3 separate regions of the Mus musculus genome follow, and regions 1 and 2 are each linked to region 3. Evidence: chromatin contacts called from public HiChIP or PLAC-seq and promoter capture Hi-C data. All regions are on one chromosome and are shown on one strand. Each heading gives the region's core, a stretch centred on a gene start, on an enhancer-like site or on the middle of the called end of the contact. The rest is flanking DNA. Distances are from core to core; before and after follow the strand shown.

What was found. Promoter capture Hi-C pulls out the DNA fragments that hold promoters and counts their contacts. HiChIP or PLAC-seq counts read pairs in DNA pulled down with a chosen protein or histone mark.
Region 1: a promoter capture Hi-C map of the HPC-7 cell line shows a contact between it and region 3. The contact joins the enhancer-like site here to the promoter of Rinl in region 3. A contact is called at or near these places in 18 of 39 promoter capture datasets (the 3T3-L1 cell line, 3T3-L1-derived adipocytes, the C10 cell line and 13 more), 2 of 15 datasets of contacts at CTCF or cohesin (CD8 T cells and pro-B cells), 5 of 484 Hi-C or Micro-C datasets (Th1 cells, bone marrow-derived macrophages, cerebral cortex and 2 more), 18 of 115 datasets of contacts at active chromatin or transcription factors (the 230-238 cell line, the HPC-7 cell line, the NIH/3T3 cell line and 13 more) and 4 of 9 other capture datasets (adipose tissue, embryonic stem cells, liver and 1 more).
Region 2: an H3K4me3 HiChIP or PLAC-seq map of craniofacial prominence shows a contact between it and region 3, with 3 times the contacts expected there. The contact joins the enhancer-like site here to the promoter of Rinl in region 3. A contact is called at or near these places in 11 of 39 promoter capture datasets (the C10 cell line, the HPC-7 cell line, cranial neural crest and 7 more), 1 of 484 Hi-C or Micro-C datasets (nephron progenitors), 8 of 115 datasets of contacts at active chromatin or transcription factors (bone marrow-derived macrophages, craniofacial prominence, embryonic basal ganglia and 5 more) and 3 of 9 other capture datasets (adipose tissue, embryonic stem cells and liver).

What each region holds. Positions count from the first base shown.
Region 1 is chr7:28,922,555-28,925,254 of GRCm38.p6, forward strand. The region is part of intron 1 of Actn4 (actinin alpha 4); the gene reads right to left. Among named protein-coding and RNA genes, the nearest start is that of Gm38978, 3.6 kb to the right of the region's middle. Within about 2 kb of position 1,402, at least 60 of the 459 cell types and tissues checked have an H3K27ac peak or open chromatin away from gene starts, as enhancers often do. A contact at or near this core is called in adipose tissue, cerebral cortex and oligodendrocyte precursor cells, where this site is marked.
Region 2 is chr7:28,999,701-29,002,400 of GRCm38.p6, forward strand. It overlaps Map4k1 (mitogen-activated protein kinase kinase kinase kinase 1), which reads left to right. Exons shown (of 32, transcript NM_008279.2): 24 at 73-181; 25 at 264-322; 26 at 491-594; 27 at 1,235-1,409; 28 at 1,907-1,969; 29 at 2,049-2,138; 30 at 2,220-2,290; 31 at 2,648-2,700. Among named protein-coding and RNA genes, the nearest start is that of Map4k1, 18 kb to the left of the region's middle. Within about 2 kb of position 1,356, at least 157 of the 459 cell types and tissues checked have an H3K27ac peak or open chromatin away from gene starts, as enhancers often do. A contact at or near this core is called in craniofacial prominence, nephron progenitors and second pharyngeal arch cranial neural crest, where this site is marked.
Region 3 is chr7:28,787,711-28,790,410 of GRCm38.p6, forward strand. Rinl (Ras and Rab interactor-like) reads left to right here and starts at 1,259. Exons shown (of 12, transcript NM_177158.5): 1 at 1,259-1,295; 2 at 2,616-2,700. The coding sequence starts at 2,649. It overlaps Sirt2 (sirtuin 2), which reads left to right. Exons shown (of 16, transcript NM_022432.4): 15 at 52-118; 16 at 207-955. The coding sequence ends at 362.

The DNA.
Region 1 (2,700 bases), core at 152-2,651, 130 kb after region 3:
GTGGCTGCAGTCACCACTGCTCCATGCAGCAGGATAAGTGAGGGGGTTCTAGGGTTGAAAAGGGACATTAAAAATTCATAGCTTTTTTATACTTGGTCACAAAAATAACACTCTGCTCAGATTCTTTCTCTCCGTTCCCAGTACATATTAGCACTGTGAGGTGGACGGCAGAGGGTGGTTTCTATAGCTGGAGGCCTCACTCCCTGTGCCCACCCCAACTTCCTCCTCTGTGCTCAATTCCCAGGCCTACTTGCAACAATCCAGTTGCCTGGAGTCAGCCATCTGCTATGTTTCTGTCTCTAGGCCAGGCCTGTGGAGTGAGTACCTAGCGGGAATCAAGCCCTGACAGAAAAGACGGACAAGGAAGCTTTAATCCCAGCACTCAGAAGGTAGAGACAAGTAGATCTCTGTAAGTTCAAGGCCAACCTGGTTAACATAAGACAACCAGGGTTATGTAGAGAGACCCTGTTTCAAAACAACCAAACCAAACCAAACAACAACACCGCACCACCAGATAGAAACTGAGTTAGCATACTCCTCACCCTTAGCAGGGCCAGTGCACAACCAATCAATCCAGTCACATTCCACATCAAGCATCCCTTAGCAGTGAGGAACAATCACTACAGCAGATTTGTCACAAGCAGCTCACTGGCAGCCCCAGTCCACATGCCTGCCCCACAGCAGCATGTCTACTCTCACACAGCTCAGTGAAGCAGTACTAGTACTGCTCCTAGTTAACACAAGAGAAAATGGAGAGCTTTGGCCGAGGCAGCTGCCCACACCAGTCATACCCATTGAGAGAGAGAGAGAGAGAGAGAGAGAGAGAGAATGAGAATGAATGAATATATATGCAGCAGCGGTGAGGGAATCACAAAGAATAAGACACAAATGGAAGCAGAACCTGCTCAAATTCAGGAGCAAGAATAAAGAATGACAGCAGGACAGCTTCCTGGGTCTTGCAAAGATCACATGGAGTGTATATAAAAAGCAGGAGGCCAGTGTGCTAGAACCAGGAAGAAAAGAAAGATGCAGAGAAAGTAGAAACTTTCTTCTGGCAAGAGGAGGGCAGAGAAGCCACGTCAAGAATGCCTGGTGTGACTTAGATGCAGACTCACGCCTCAGTGTCACTGGGGAGAAGCCAGAGTGTCTGCATGGGCTGTAAGCAACTGAACTGGTTCTGGAGAGTCTGCAGACTTCATCAAGAAGGTGCTGTTCCTGCTGAAGCAGGCAAAGCCCTTTTGGGGCTGCCATGCTGCTCCCGGCCAGAGGCACGGTAAAAAGGCAGCCGCAGCCGGAGGAGAGGGGAAGCTCAGTGCTCAGCACAACTTTAGGTGAGGCCAGGGCTGAGCTGGGTACAGTGAGCAGCCTCCTTAGGGACCCTAGCTAGGGTTGGGGGAGGGGAAGAAAGCTTGGCATCACTGGTCATAAAGTCCTTCCTGTGTCACAGGGTCCCCTCCCAGCCATCAGGATGTGGGGCGGCTGGGTAAATGAATGATGGATATTGTTTGTGAGGTGACTTAAGCGGCCAGGAATGTGGCAGCAGTGGGCTTTAATGAGCCTTTCATTGATGGAGACGCCTCCCCCAACCCGGAGAGGTGAGCTCTCTCTGGGTTGTCCCTGAGCAAGAAAGAAAGCAAACACTCCCAAAGCCAGTGGCCAAGTGCCATAGCAGGCTGGGATGGCAAATACAAGGATGACCCTTGACAGTATGCAGTTGGCCCAGCTGGAATTGTCCCTTCTATTTTCTTTTTCATTCCCCAATACAAAAGTCGTTCTTTGCACCAGCACAGAACAAAAAGCCCTGTAATGTCTGTCTGAACCTAAGAGACAGGCTGTGATGTGTTCCAAGGCTAGGGCACACATGCTGGCCCTGATGTGAAGGGACAAAGAGTTTGGTCTACCCAGCACACCACACATGTGGGTTCCATCAACCTCTCACTTGACACAATTTTAGGATAAACTGTTCAATACCTCAAGATTCACAACCGCCAGCCCCCGTTCTGCACTGCCACCCACTCAGCAAGCCAATCAATCCACTGCCTGACCCAAAGAGACTGAACTGCACTTCCCTTGGCCTAGGGTGAACTGAAGTTGCCCACAGCAACCTCCCCCAAGGAACACAGAGGCCAGGGGTCCTGGGGTTTCAAACCTCATCTCTGAAATACCGTGTTGGGTGTGTTGGGTCTGTAGCTCCGCTGGGGCACCGGCTGCTTTGAGGGAGAGGGCGCCATCCCACCTCCTGAAGTCCCACCTTGTCTGCTGTGGCCTCTGACAGTGCCCATGCCTCCTGCTTCCATGGGTCCTCAGACAGGACATCCAGGACTTGGCCATGGAGAGATGCAGTTATTTATTTCTATGGTAAATAGCCACCTTTGTTATCGCCTATCTGCCAGGCGCAGGCCAAGCTGGACCCAGTGAGACAGCTTTTCACTTCCTGAAAGCAGAGACTGCTCCTGGGCCCTGGGCCTTGTCACTAACTATAAAGGTACTTTCAGGGCTCGGCCTTCTGGAATCTAGGTTACCAGCTGCCCAGGCAAAGAGGTGATCACTTTGCTAGTTTCTAAGGCCTCTGAAATGGGCTGTGAGTGATACAAAGGTCCATTACCTGCACCAGATCCCTGAGGGATGGAACCCAGGGGCCACAGCAACACAATACAAATAGCCTTGAAGCACAGGGAACCGGGGACACACTGCTGAAAT
Region 2 (2,700 bases), core at 106-2,605, 210 kb after region 3:
GGGCTGGGAGACAAAGAGATGGCAAGGGTCCTCTAACTGCTTGACACTCCCGCTCTCATACACACACTGCAGGGAAGACACCCTACCTGTATTCTCATAGCATCCTGGGCCTGCTTGAAAGGAAAGACGGCAGAACGGGAAGCCCCATTGCTCACATTAGCCCTCACCGGTTACTGGCAAGGTAGGAGCCCCACAGGGCGCCATTGGCTTCCCTGCCCCCAGTGCGCCCGCGCAGCCCCTCACTCCTCTTCCTCCTCCTCCAGAAAGAACATGGTCTCCAGTAAGATCCAGGACACCAAAGGCTGCCGGGCTTGCTGTGTGGGTGAGAGCCAGCTTCCCTCCGGGTGCAGAGTGATGGGGCGGGCTGGTGCCTGGCCAGTGTCTACTCAATAAGGTTGAGGCATGGTGTCCAGGACCCTTGGAGAGATACTGGGGGATCCTAGAGGGAGACAGGGACCCTGACCTGACCCATTCTTGTCCACTTCCACAGCTGAGAGTGCTAGCTCTGGGGGCCCATTCTTATGTGGGGCATTGGAGACGTCTGTGGTTTTGCTCCAGTGGTACCAACCAATGAACAAATTCTTGCTTGTCCGGGTAAGTCTGTAGAGCGAGGGTGCTCCATCCACCATTAGCGCTTATATAAAGAATGGGATGCCCCCCCCCCCCCCCAGCCGCCAGTCCATGTCGTTGCTCCCTTCCCATCCTGAGGCATTTTGAAAATTTCCCGAGAGTCTGAAGAGATGGCTCAGCGATTAAGAGAGTACTGGCTGCTCTTCCAAAGGACCCACGTTCAGTTCCCAGCACCCACATGGCAGCTCACAACGGTCTGAAACTCCAGTTGCAGGGGACTCAACAGCCTCACACAGACATACATGCAGGCAAAACACCAAGCGCATAAAATAAAAATAAGTAAATCGTTAAAAAGAAAACCACTTCCTGATATTTAAGCCCCGTCCCTCACATCTGAACAACTTAATTATTCTTCAGTCTCTAAGGGTCTGTCCCTTTGAGTCTAAAGTGGTTTTGTTGGCCTGGTGTGTGTGTGTAGGGGGTGTTCCTGCTTTTCCGTCACCAGGTTGACACGCCTCCAGACAAAGCCACATTTACTCTAGAAGCACACTTTGCTTCTTTCTAAAGAAGCCTGAAAATCTCCGAGGGACTCCCCACCTAGTCCCCCACCCCACCCCCGGTCTCAGAGCCTCCCTGAATCGCTCTTCCCCGCGCGGGCCTGCAGCAGGTGCTGTTCCCGCTGCCCACGCCGCTGCCGGTGTTCACGCTGCTGACAACGCCGGGCTCCGAGCTGCCAGCTGTGTGCATCGGCGTGAGCCCGGGGCAGGCGGCAAAGTCGGTGCTCTTCCACACCGTGCGCTTCGGTGCGCTGTCCTGCTGGCTGGACGACTCCAGCACGGGTGAGTGGGCCTTGCCCCTAAGAGGCAAGGATGCTAGGAAGGGAGACGCTGCCGGGGAAGGAGGGGCTGTAGGGAAAAGGCAGTCCTGGAAAGGTAGTGCTTCAGGAAAGAGGACAATAGGGAAAAGTTGCAGACCAAGGCGGGGCTGCAGGGCGGGGTTCAGGCTGCAGGGAAGGGGCGGGGCCTAGGGAAGAGGGCGGAGCTTCAGAAAAGGGGCATGGTTTCTGGAAAGGATGTGGCTTGTGAGAAGGGGCCAATCAAGGATGGGACTACAGGTTAGGGCACCAGGGAAGGGGAAGGGCAGAATGGTTGGGCAGGGCTATGCCCGAACCCGATACCGAGAAAGAGATGGAACAGGGTGTGTGGTCTTCCTTGACTGGTCATAACAGGGTGGAGCGCACGTGGCAGGGTGGAGCGCACGTGGCAGGCAGGGACCTGAGGGGTGCTAGCTGAACAGAGCTAGGCAGTTAGTTCTTAAGCCCCTGCCTCTCGCGCAGAGCACAAGGGACCAGTGCAGGTGATCCAAGTAAAGGAAGACATGGTGATGGTGTTGATGGATGGTAAGAGCCTTCCTCCCTTCCCTTTCCGGTCCTCAGCCCAGGACGTTGTGCTCAAAGCCTTCCTTCCACTTCCCTTCAGGCTCTCTAAAGCTAGTGACCCCAGAGGGGGCACCAGCTCCTGGGCTCCGCACCCCTGAGATCCCCATGACAGAAGCGGTCGAGGCTGTGGGTATGTGTTAGTTGGGAGGGTCCAGGGTCAAGAGTGGGAGCTCTGTGACCTCCAGGTCACAGGGAACTGCTTCCTCTCTAGCTATGGTTGAAGATCGACTCGAGGCCTTCTGGAAGCATGGAGTTCAGGTGTGGGCTCCAGGCTTGAAACAGGTAGGCTCCTTCAGTTCACACCACTCCCTTGCCCTCATCCTCAACCTTCACATCCTTTAAATGGGCTTGGAGAAGCCCTGGGTCAGGACAGGGACTCGTGTAGGGAAGCTTCAGGGCACACATCGTACCGGCTCCCTGGTTCCTGACTTACCCACCCTTCACAGTTGCCTATCCGATAGGGCGCGGCGACTTTGCAGGTTAGTAGTCTTGGACACAGAGCAGTTAAGTCACATGTTTGTCAAAGTCACACAGCTTCATGAGTGGGTCTGGGGTTAGACTTACCCTGAGGAAGCCGTGTCTGTAGGGAGAGGGAAGGCCCTACTTCTCCGCACACACACAGACACACTTTCTCTACAGCCGCTGCAGGAGCTGAGAGACCCCACCCTCACCTTCCGTCTGCTCTGCTCCCC
Region 3 (2,700 bases), core at 9-2,508:
AGAAGGCCGGCTGGTCCTCAGCCTGTTCTCTTACTCCTGCTCACCCTGCAGGGACGTGGCCTGGCTGGGTGACTGTGATCAAGGCTGCCTGGCTCTCGCTGACCTCCTCGGATGGAAGGTGAGGAGCTGGGCCACCCCAGCCCACCCTGAGCCCAGGCCCATGGGGTTTACGGTAACCTGACTTGCGTCAACTTTGCCCCCTACAGAAGGAACTGGAAGACCTTGTCCGGAGGGAGCATGCCAACATAGATGCCCAGTCAGGGTCACAGGCCCCCAACCCCAGCACTACCATCTCCCCTGGAAAGTCCCCACCGCCTGCCAAGGAGGCGGCCAGGACCAAAGAGAAAGAGGAACAGCAGTAACAGTAACCATGACCTCCCGCAGGACAGCGGAGCCCGGCCAGCACTGGGCCCTCTTAACATGCAGCTTGTGTGAGCTCAAAGACCCTTCGTTCTTTAACCACGTTCTTGAAATCAGGGTCCCCAACTCAATCCCAGAAAAGCCTAATATACCTAGGGGCTGAGGCCTGTGCAGTCTGTAGCTGGGGCCTCTAACCACCATAGCCTCTAACCACCATAGCCTCTAACCACCATAGCCTCTAACCACCCAGGCAAGAAGCAGCCTTCCCTAACTTCTAATTATTCCCAGACAACAGGCTACCCCAAAACCCCTAACAGTGCCAGAATAAGGCATTTCTCTATTGTTTTCAGGGGGCCTATGGCTAAATCAAATTAACCTACCCCGCATAGGGGCTGGACTCTACAAATAGAACTTCACCCAAGGGGGTGGGGCCTTGTGGGATCTCTGAGCCTGAAGGCCTGCCAACTCTCTGCCTCCAACAAAGTGGGTACTAGGCTCCCTTTCCTGGGGACCCACTTGCCAGCTGTTGGTGGATGAGCAAGAGACCTTGCTTATTAGAAACAAATTAAAAAACAAAACAAAGCAACTAACCATGACTTGTGTGGCCTCTGCTTCTTTTAGTGGGTACTTAAGGCATCTGGGGAAGGGAGAAGGCTGGACCATAAAGACTCCAGACCATCTATGGCTCCAGGATCTTAGGAGTAATGGTGACTGGGACCAAGCTATGCCCCTGGAGAGGGTAGCCTGGTGACTTTTTACCCTGGCTCTCAGCCTGCCAGAGGCTCAGTCCTCCAAAGTGGATCCCCTAATACTGACCCCGGAAAGACAGAGGAAGGTGATTTCAGATGCCCCAGCCCCGCCTCTTCCCCTGCCTTCCTGGCTTCCTCTCTAGAGAGCACTTTCACTTCCTGCTGCTCTGGCTCCCCTCGGAACAGGTAGGGCCCCCAGGGACCAAACATCTGGTCCCATTTGCACCCACAGCTGCCTCCATCCAACCCTGCCCAGCCCTACCCATGTCCGGATCTCCTCCCAAGGGAGCACTGCCTCCCCCTCTTCACCCTTCTTCCCTGCCTGTCCCTGAGGTGTGCTCCCCACCCCAACACCTGAAGTTGCTAGTTGGCAGCTCAGTAATTTATGTAGCTGATAATTATCTGGCTTGCACACAATGCCCTAAGAGAAATGGAGCCTTCAGAATAGGGCTAGCTTGCTTATCAGACCTTTTCCTAGGCCAGCAGGTCACCTAAATGCTGGGCCAGGAATTCAGGCAGAAAGATGGGGGTGAGATGGTGGAGGATGGATAGATGATGGGAAACAGCTGGATGGTCTCTCCAGCCCCACATGCCTTACTCCTGAGACTGCTGCGGGGAATACCCGGAAGGGTTCACTTGGGGTTGGCAATCCCCTCTTAGTGAACACTTGGGGTGTAGTGTTCACCAAGATGAAGAGTAAGAACCTAGCCTCTGCTGAAATACACAGCAAGTATGAAACAAGCCTGGGCTATACAAGGTCCTGTCTCAAAAAAAGAAAGAAAAATGAATGTTTGACAAATAATGGAAGCTGGGCGGTGGTGGCGCATGCCTTTAATCCCAGCACTCGGAAGAAAGAAGCAGGCGGATCTCTGTAAGTTCCGGGACAGCCTAGTCTATATCAAGAGTTCCAGGACAGCCAGATCAACATAGTGAGACCCTGTCTCCAAAAAAGAAAACAAGTTTTTAAACAAATGTGGGGGAGGGTGTGTTAGGGCTCCTCTGAAATCTGGGAAGGGAAGAGATGGGTGTCATGTTGCATCTGGGTAGCAGACGGAGCGAGCCAAAAGCTTTTCCAGAACTTATCCCCTTCCACTCTCTTAATTCCTGTTGGAACTGTTCTCCCCCACCCCAAGATACATGGGCCTTCCTCCTGGGGTCCTCAGAGTGGTCTGTCCCTCAGCAATAAAGAATGGTACTGCTACCCCAGTGAGGCATGGTGCTGCAGCCTATTATCTCAACGCCTGAGAGCTTGAAGCAGGAGGATTGCCATGAGTCTGGGGCTAGTCTTGACTACAGAGCAATCCAAGCTAGTCTGAACTGTCTCGAAAGAACAGAACAAACAAAAAACAAAAAAAAAAAACGAAAAACAAAAAACCAGTCATAGCTGTGGGCCTCTGCAGTCCATTCAAGAGCTCAGGCAAGATCTCTGAGTCACATGTAATAGAATTAAACTATTAGCTCTCGCCCTAGCTGAGCAGCCTTGAGTCTTGTCTTCCTCCATGCCAGAGGCCAGAGCATGGCTCACTGGTGCCTGGCAGCATGAGGCTAGCCCAGCCGGACATGGTGTCTGCAGCCCCTACTGAAGTGGACA